Linked DNA regions of Mus musculus: region 1 is linked to region 2. The links are chromatin contacts, called in public promoter capture Hi-C maps. All regions are on one chromosome and are shown on one strand. The core of a region is the stretch at or near the end of the contact, and the rest is flanking DNA. Distances in the headings are between cores, read along the strand shown.

Region 1 (4,258 bases), core at 431-2,930, 480 kb after region 2:
GAGTATGGCTGCAGTGTGAATAGCCAGCCTCTTGCTCCTACCGCCACACTTTCCGTGCTACGACAGACTGTATCCCTCAGGGACTACAAGCTGAAACAAGTCCCTTCTCCCTTAAATTGCCTCTGTCCGGGTATTTCATCACAGGAATGAGACAAGAAGACCTCCCTCCTCCTACTCAGATCTCTTCCCACCCACAGCACACGCCTCTGCTTGCCTCCCTGGAACAAGTGTTGAAGTGTTTCTGTGTGTGTCTGTATGGGCATGAGCTCATCTGTCTGTCTGTCTGTCTGTCTGTCTCTCTCACACACACACACACACTTATACACACACACAAATATGACACTACCTTGTCCTCAACTGAAACAGCAGCTAAGCCTTTATAGAAAACACCGGTGAATCTCATGAGCCTTGTTTAAAACTGGAGTTCAAATAAAAACCTGAGTCACTTCCTTATTTTTTTCCTTATAGAAATGGGAAAATTCCATTATGGAGCCTGACAATTACTACCTATTTCATCTAGAATTGAGCAGCATCTAGGTTGTGGGATTACTGGCAGTCACTGGAATTTTCAACAAAGTAAAGTCAAAGAATGAAGAAGCCCATGTGCTCAGGGGCAAGAATAACTCATTCGAATAGACACATGGGAGAGTTGACTGTGTCTCCCCTCTCTGTATAATGTATTTTCCAGGGACGATCTCACTCTGGGAGTCATCTGCTTCCTGAGAGTGGCCTGGAATTCTCCGAGGTCTCTCAAGGATCCAGCTGAAGGTGCAGAGATGAAATCACAGTGCAAACTCAGGAAGCACCAAGAGAAGACTAGATGCTTTTCCCAGACTCTTTCTCCCCTCCCCCACCCAGCCCTTTCCTTTTAGCCCTGTGGTCCTCTTGGGCTTGGCAGGAATCTCACTATCCACAAATGGGAAGGGCTTTTCAGCAAGACACCCGAAGGCTCCCCAACAAGCACAGAGACACACAGCTTGTGGGGATTTCTGATGGATCGCGTGGCGACTTCATGCTCAGAAACCAAAGAGCAGGTGAATCTGAGTCTGAATCCCGGAGCCACTGAGCTCACACACAGACAACCGGGAGAAAAAGGAGGAAGATAAAGAGATTTAAAGAGGAGGGAGATAAAGATGTAAACCTGGGGCAGCCCCTGTCAATGAGAGACCAGATAGATAGACAGCGAAGGGCCTGCCCGATGAGTTCTGGAAACCAATCTGAGTAATAAAGAAACGATACCTCTGAAGAAAAGCTAAATAAATAAATAAATAAATAAATAAATAAATAAATAAATAAATACATTCGTAAGGAAAACACATAATCTGGTTTCTGGTTTCAGGGTAGGTTTTTTTTGTTTTTTGTTTTTTTTTTTTTTTTTAATAGTTTATTTCTGTTTACAAGAAGTCCAGCTGTTTTGCCAGCTAGGGGGGCCACTCAACAGAACGCCCACGAACAACAGAAGGTGTGAACAGCACGGGAGAGACAGGAAGCGAGAAGGATTATTGTTCCAGATAAAGGTATACTACATGTCATATCGGTTTTCTTGTAACCCAACACTAATTCTTGGCAAGGCACTCTGGGAAATTCCCGACTTATGAATGCGGTTCTGGAAGGTCATGCTCAAGAGGTATAGAGAGACCGGCTGCATTGCAAACAATTCCTGGATTTTCAAGCAGGAAACAGCTCCGGCACTCCCTTGTCTCCTCCTGGAACAAACACCTTTCAGCGTGCGGATAGTATTTTAAGGGCTTTACCTAACACGAAAAATATTTCAGTAGGAAATGGAACGAGTGTTGCCAGCAGACATCTCCAGAGAGGAAAGGGGACGCCAGTGGTAGAATGCTATGCCTCTTGACTTCGAGGTGAGGGGTCCATGCTCTCTGTCATCTCCTACTTAGGCTGACAATCAAAAATAAGTGAGAGCGTCTCTTAGCTTCCAAACCTATTTGATGTAACAAAATAAAAGAATGCAGTACTGTTTGAGTTTTAGATTGACCCAACACCATTGGTTATTTCCATTCAATGAAAGTAAAAGACAGAAGCTAATCCAGCTATATGTCCTCAGCTGGGGTCAGGTAGTGGCAAAGGGCTAAAGCAGGTCACTGACCTCAGGGAAGAGAGGGGAGGGGGAGAGAAAAGAAGAAGGAGGAGGAGGAGGAGGAGGAAGAAGGAGGAGGAGGAGGAGGAGGGAGAGGGAGAGGGAGAGGGAGAGGGAGAGGGAGAGGGAGAGGGAGAGGGAGAGGGAGAGGGAGAGGGAGAGGGAGAGGGAGAGGGAGAGGGAGAGGGAGAGGGAGAGGGAGAGGGAGAGGGAGAGGGAGAGGGAGAGGGAGAGGGAGAGGGAGAGGGAGAGGGAGAGGGAGAGGGAGAGGGAGAGCAAAATGTCTGGATCATATAGGAAAGAGCTTCTGGGGGATGGGCAACCTCAGGGTGGGGGGCAGGGTAGGAACTGAAGACCAGGTCCGCTTTGGTATGTAAGATATGCACCTCACACCCTCGTCCCGGGGTCTGAAACTAAACCCAAACTACAACTTCTCAGCATTGAACAGCAATACCAGGACCTGCAAGCACTGCCTGTGGACACGAGTACTGATTTCCTTTTGCTTTTACCGACGAGACTGGAGTAGAGAGGAGGAACTGCCAAGGGTTCCGATGGATGCCACCGATAAAGGTGGAAGGAGTCCAGGGTTCAAGTCTTTATGGGAGGTGCAAAGGCTACTGGTAGCCCTTCCTCATAGCTATGCTGTCCAAGTGGGGCGTCTCCTGTGCCAGGGCATCTCTTCAGGAAGCATCCCAGTCTAAATGGGCTGCTCCAATAGGCCTTCAGTGAGTACGTAAGCACTAAGACCCAATCCATGCCAAGGGCAAGCCAATGGGTACACTGCACTGCTATTTTGGAGGGCGGACTTGTCCACAGCAGGACAGCAGGCACCATAACGTGTGTAAGTTTTCGACCCCATCCCAAATGACGCTGCTCTTTGCCGTTTTGCAAATGATTCCACAGTATATAGCAGGTCTACAGGGGATTATGTATCAGCTTAGTAAGTTGGACTCTCAGAGATCAAAACTTTTTTGAATATCAAAGGAATAAAGCACTAAGATGCAGGCGCAGAGACTCTTCTACTGGAGAGTTTGTCTCCACTTGATAATCAAAGGGGGAGGATGGATAGAAAAATGTCAGACCCCAGGAATGCAGAATGGGCAATGTAGGGATATTCGGGAAAATCGCCCATGCAAGAACTGTGCCTTCAGTGGACAAAGTGGCTCTGAAGAGCCAATAAGATTTTGTAGACTCAGTTCGGTTGCCTTTTGGTATAGGTGTGGATTAATTTCTTCTTGTTCGAGCATGTTTGAACACTTGGGAACATTTGTCCTACTGATGTCTGAAACAACTGTAGTTTTTGTTGTTGTTGTTTGCATTTTGAAACAAGCTATCTCTGTGTAGCCCTAGCTGTTCTAGAACTGACTTTGTAGACCAGGCTGGCGTTGAGCTCTTAGAAATTCACCTGCTTCTGTGTCCTCATTGCTGGGATTAAAGATGTGCACCACCCTTGGCTCCTCATTTGTTCATGTGTTTTACTCTTGAATAAACATCATATGTTGGAAGGTCCGTCCTGATCCTTTTAGGGCTCTGACTCTATGCCGATGGGGATGGAAAGTGTCCAAAAATACAGTGATGTCCCCAGAAGTAATTCCCATGGGGTACCATGTCTCTGCTTCTGCATGCTCCTTTCGCCTGCTGACCTTTGAACTCCGCCCACCCCCACAGAACACATGTACTATCACAGCAGTTCAGCTGCCAAGGCAGGTTTCACAGGGTGAAGGTTGGTTTTGTTTTGTATTTGCTCTCATAATAAAAATCCATGGGGATCAGTCGAGGTGATTTACATACAATCACCTGGGGTTTCAGTCCTGTTTATCCTGTTTCTTTATCCCTGTGTTCTACTGGCTCAACAGCATTTGGCTGGCAGGCAGAGAAAGAGAGAGAGAAAGAGAGAGAGGCACACATACAGAGACAGAGAGAGACACAGAGAGACACAGACACAGACACAGACACAGACAGACACAGACACAGACACAGACACAGACACAGACACAGACACAGACACAGACACAGACACAGACACAGACACAGACACAGACACAGACAGACACAGACACAGACACAGACACAGACACACACACACACACACACAGACACAGACACAGACACAGACACAGACACAGACACAGACACAGACACAGACAACAGACACAGACA
Region 2 (3,977 bases), core at 1,108-3,607:
TCATCTGTGTTATTGCTGGCCTTGATCCTCCCCCTCTCCCTACCTGTGGGCCTTAGATGACTTGATTTTTCTTGTATTTATACCTACTTAATAGTAGACACAAATTATAACTTAACCTATGGTACTTCATAAACCTTGAGTTTGTACCTAAGGAGAATTCTTCAGTTCTACAGTGGACTCTATAAGGAACAGTGCTCCACTCCACCCTTCTCTCTGATGGATAACAGTTTGCAGCCTCTTTTCCTAAGACTTGGAACCACTGTAGAAATCTTTTGAAACCTAAACTCTGGCTGACTGTAAGCTATGACCTACTAGAGGTAATAGATTCTCTAGTGTCTGCTCTGTTTGGGGTTTGATTTGGTTTTGTTTGATGATGGCTACTTTCAAAGTAATGGATTGGAGGGGCCCTGCCCCTTGCCTTCTGGAACCAGTTTACATTAGGAACTGACTGTTTCAGCAAACCCATGGAGCTCTGTCTGACTGAAGAGGTGCCTAACATCAATTGTTGTTAAACTGGACTGGGGCGGAAAGGGGGAGGGGGCATTATCATGAAACTCTCTTGCAGATCCACACTGCATAGCTACGTTCTCTTATTCCACAAACATGGTCTGTGTACTGTGCTAGCTTCCTGGGTTTGTTCTGTGTGTTGTTTCATATTACCAATGCACAAAAGAAAAATGTATTTTTCCTAGAGTAAACCCTGAAGGGTAGCCCTAGGTCTTAAGTTCTGATAAAGGCCAACGGAATCTCCTGTATACTAACATTCCCCGTGAAGTATCTGGATGCTTTCTTCAGTCGGAACCAGCATCTAAGGAGTGTGTCCTGGGAAGCATTCCTTTTAGCCTGTGGTTTATTTGTTTTCACACAATACAGAAATGTCATGGCCTGGATTATTTACTCGATAGATTATATATTTGACCTATTTTATTTATATATATAGTCAAATTTGACCTATTATACATATTATTATAAATATATATGTATATATAACATTTATGTAAATATAGATATATTATTATATAACATAAATATTATATATTTGACCTATTATATATAAATATATGTGTGTATATTATGTATATATGTGTGTGTGTATATATACATATATATATATACATATATATATGTATTTATATGTAAGAGAACTAGTTAAATGCCTATTTGATATAGGTGCTGAGTGTTTTTTCACTGTAGCAAGTTTGCAAAATAACAACTGGCCAGAACTTAAAAACAAAACCCTACAACTTAGCTAGAAACAATTTTAAGATGATATTAAACAATACAAATCTTATCAAATTACTCGTTGTAAAGACGTCATCTTATTTTGGTCATATATATGTATATGTAAATATATACACATTCTTTTTAAATAAATGATGTAGGGAAGATGTAAGGCATGCTTGCTGAGTGTCTAGAAGGCTCAGTCCTGGGAGTGAGTTATGGAAGGCTAATCTATTGAATGTTAGAACTAGTGGTTCAGTACACAAGAACATTGTGTTCAGATGAAGAATTAATGAATTGAAATTAACAGGAACAAATGTAAGTTCCTGTGTGTAATTTCAAATTTTCAATAGCTTGAATCCAGGATGGAGGGGGGAAAAAAGAAACCTGTAATTTTCACATTCAAATACAATCCTGCGGACTTTTAATTAACCTAACTGTTCCTACAATGCTTGCTGAGTACCATGCACCTGCAGGCCAGCACTGTGGCCTTGCCTCCTGACGCACCTGCAGATCTCATCCTGATGCTCTACGATGAGTAGCTAAGGGAGAAAATATGCTTGCTGGCAGGATCCCCTTGGGGATAACTGTAGGCCGGTCCTATTTCATAAAATAGCACACAGAAGTAGGAGACTATCGGTGAGTGGCAGGGAAAGCAGGCTTCACAGAGATGTTGAGTAACTACAGGATGTTTAGTCTAGAGAAGAAAGATTATGGGGACTTTGATGGTTGTTTTCATCATTTCAAGAACTATTGTGTGACTACAAGGAGAATCTTGAGACCTACTGGGGCTATTCCAGTTGGCCAATAGAGTGAGAATGTTAGAGAGAGATTCGTTTTGATGTCTTCGGAAGCCTGCTCTAAAGGTATCTCTGCCTGTGAGCATTCCAGAAGCTGGCTGACCGCCCGGCCTATAAAGAAACAAGTTTTTGCCAGTAATTCCAGTGAATGATCTTTGAGGACTCCTCAGACGTTACTCCTTTTGTTCTTGTCCTCCAAAAGAAATGGAAAATAACAACACTTTCCCTGGGTCTTCCTGACGCTTTCAGAGTGACAAGAATGTTACCACAGGGCACTGTGTGTTCCCACCTTCCCCCACCTTCAATGGCCGGCCACTGCAGCAACCTTGACTTAGTTAACTGAATCTGTTACAGTCAACAGACCTTGGTCCCAGTGACATTCTTCCTGCCCTGGTCACATACTGCTGAGCCTGTGAACCGTTACTAAGACCTCAACTGTGATTGCTTTGGCCCACCCACTGGACATACAAATTCTAGTGCTGAACAGAACAGTCAAGAAAGAGGGGGTATCTTGCCTCAAGGTGAGGTAAATGGTAGGAAGACGTTCACAGAGCAGTGCCCACGAGAGGCAGTGCACACAAAGGTTCCACGTACAGCCCACAGCTTGACGTAGGAGTGTCCATTCTCTGAGGGAATGTCAAAGGAAGGGAGGTGCCTCTCAGTGCCCTGCAGCTGCCCTAATCTTGACTGTGGCTGCATCTCCCAGGCTTTGCAGTCTAGACTACCATCTCCTGAACACCTGCTTTGTTTTTTGGTTTTGTTTTTTTTTTCGTAAAACTTTCCCAGACGTCATCACACAACTTGGAAAAGAGCGTGTCTCCTGAGTTGCCATTTCTGTTGTCACGTTCTGACCAGCCAACGCTTGGAAAACAAACATACAGTTCCCGTTGGAAAGACTGTGGTAATATTTCTTCACAGAAGTTTGCTACCTCAGGAAACCAGTTACCTCTTTGTTTCTTGCTGGATACATGGTTTTGGCACCATGTCAAACCTGCCTGAGGAATCACTGTTTACCTCAGAGGATGTAGCCTTGCTGCTTTAGCAGTGTGGCAGGCTTAGGAAGCCTATAGACAGAGCTAGTTTCAGTTATCCTTAGCCAGAAGTCATGTGACAGTGACAGCGACACATCACGCTTTTAAGTTGGAAGTGCTACCGTGGTCTGAAAACGATTTTGAATAGTACCAACCAGCACTAGAAATGAATAAAAGAAAAAAAAAAAAACCTAGATAAGACAAAGACAGACTAAAATGGGATTTGTTGTGCAACTGAACAGTTACAGAGAGATTAGAAGAATTCAGATCTTCAGATCATGACTATCAATCACGATGCTCTTATTCCACAAAATGAAAAGTGGGTTAGCTTTTACAGTAGTGTCTGACAATTTTGTCAAGCTGAAAGAACCATCACCCTAGGAGAAAAAGTGTGACTAAGTATTGTGTATATGAAGGTGGGATGAAGAATAGACTGTTTCCACACAGAGTAGCTGCCTGCCACTGAGCTGTGCCACAGGGCGGGGGGGGGGGGGATGCTGGACAGCTGTGATGGTGCTGGCCCCAACAGAGCAAAAGCAAGAGCCAATTCCCAGCTTCCAGCCAGCTAAAAGACCCACCCACCATTGTGTTTAGATACCTAGCATACCCAAAGGCTGGTTGGTGCCCAGATAGCCTTAAAGAAACCACTTTCCAGGAGATCTTTGACTTGTCTGAAGAGAGATAGAACGCAGCTCAGCTGTGTTTTGTTAACCTACATCCACTGTGCTTAGCCCAAGTAGATAATGCGTTTCAGGATGGATAAGACTCTAGTAAACTAATACTGCCACTCCAGCTGCTCCACGTTGACCTAGTAATGCTCAGAACTTTGTAACATAGCCATTGTCTTGCTTTAACAAAGGTGGGGGTGGGGGAGATGAAACCAAATGCTTTTAAGGAATTTGTGTAAATCACACAGTTCAAATGA

The links. Capture Hi-C pulls out chosen DNA fragments and counts their contacts.
Region 1: a contact with region 2 is called in a promoter capture Hi-C map of adipose tissue, with 2.6 times the contacts expected there. The contact joins two enhancer-like sites. A contact is called at or near these places in 2 of 39 promoter capture datasets (the HPC-7 cell line and stem cell-derived epiblast-like cells), 1 of 484 Hi-C or Micro-C datasets (adipose-derived mesenchymal stem cells), 1 of 115 datasets of contacts at active chromatin or transcription factors (extraembryonic endoderm stem cells) and 2 of 9 other capture datasets (adipose tissue and embryonic stem cells).

Annotation. Positions count from the first base shown.
Region 1 is chr10:116,749,456-116,753,713 of GRCm38.p6, forward strand. No RefSeq gene overlaps it. Among named protein-coding and RNA genes, the nearest start is that of 4930579P08Rik, 22 kb to the left of the region's middle. Within about 2 kb of position 1,681, at least 25 of the 459 cell types and tissues checked have an H3K27ac peak or open chromatin away from gene starts, as enhancers often do. A contact at or near this core is called in adipose tissue, where this site is marked.
Region 2 is chr10:116,268,709-116,272,685 of GRCm38.p6, forward strand. The region is part of intron 13 of Ptprr (protein tyrosine phosphatase, receptor type, R); the gene reads left to right. Among named protein-coding and RNA genes, the nearest start is that of Ptprb, 31 kb to the right of the region's middle. Within about 2 kb of position 2,358, at least 14 of the 459 cell types and tissues checked have an H3K27ac peak or open chromatin away from gene starts, as enhancers often do. A contact at or near this core is called in adipose tissue, where this site is marked.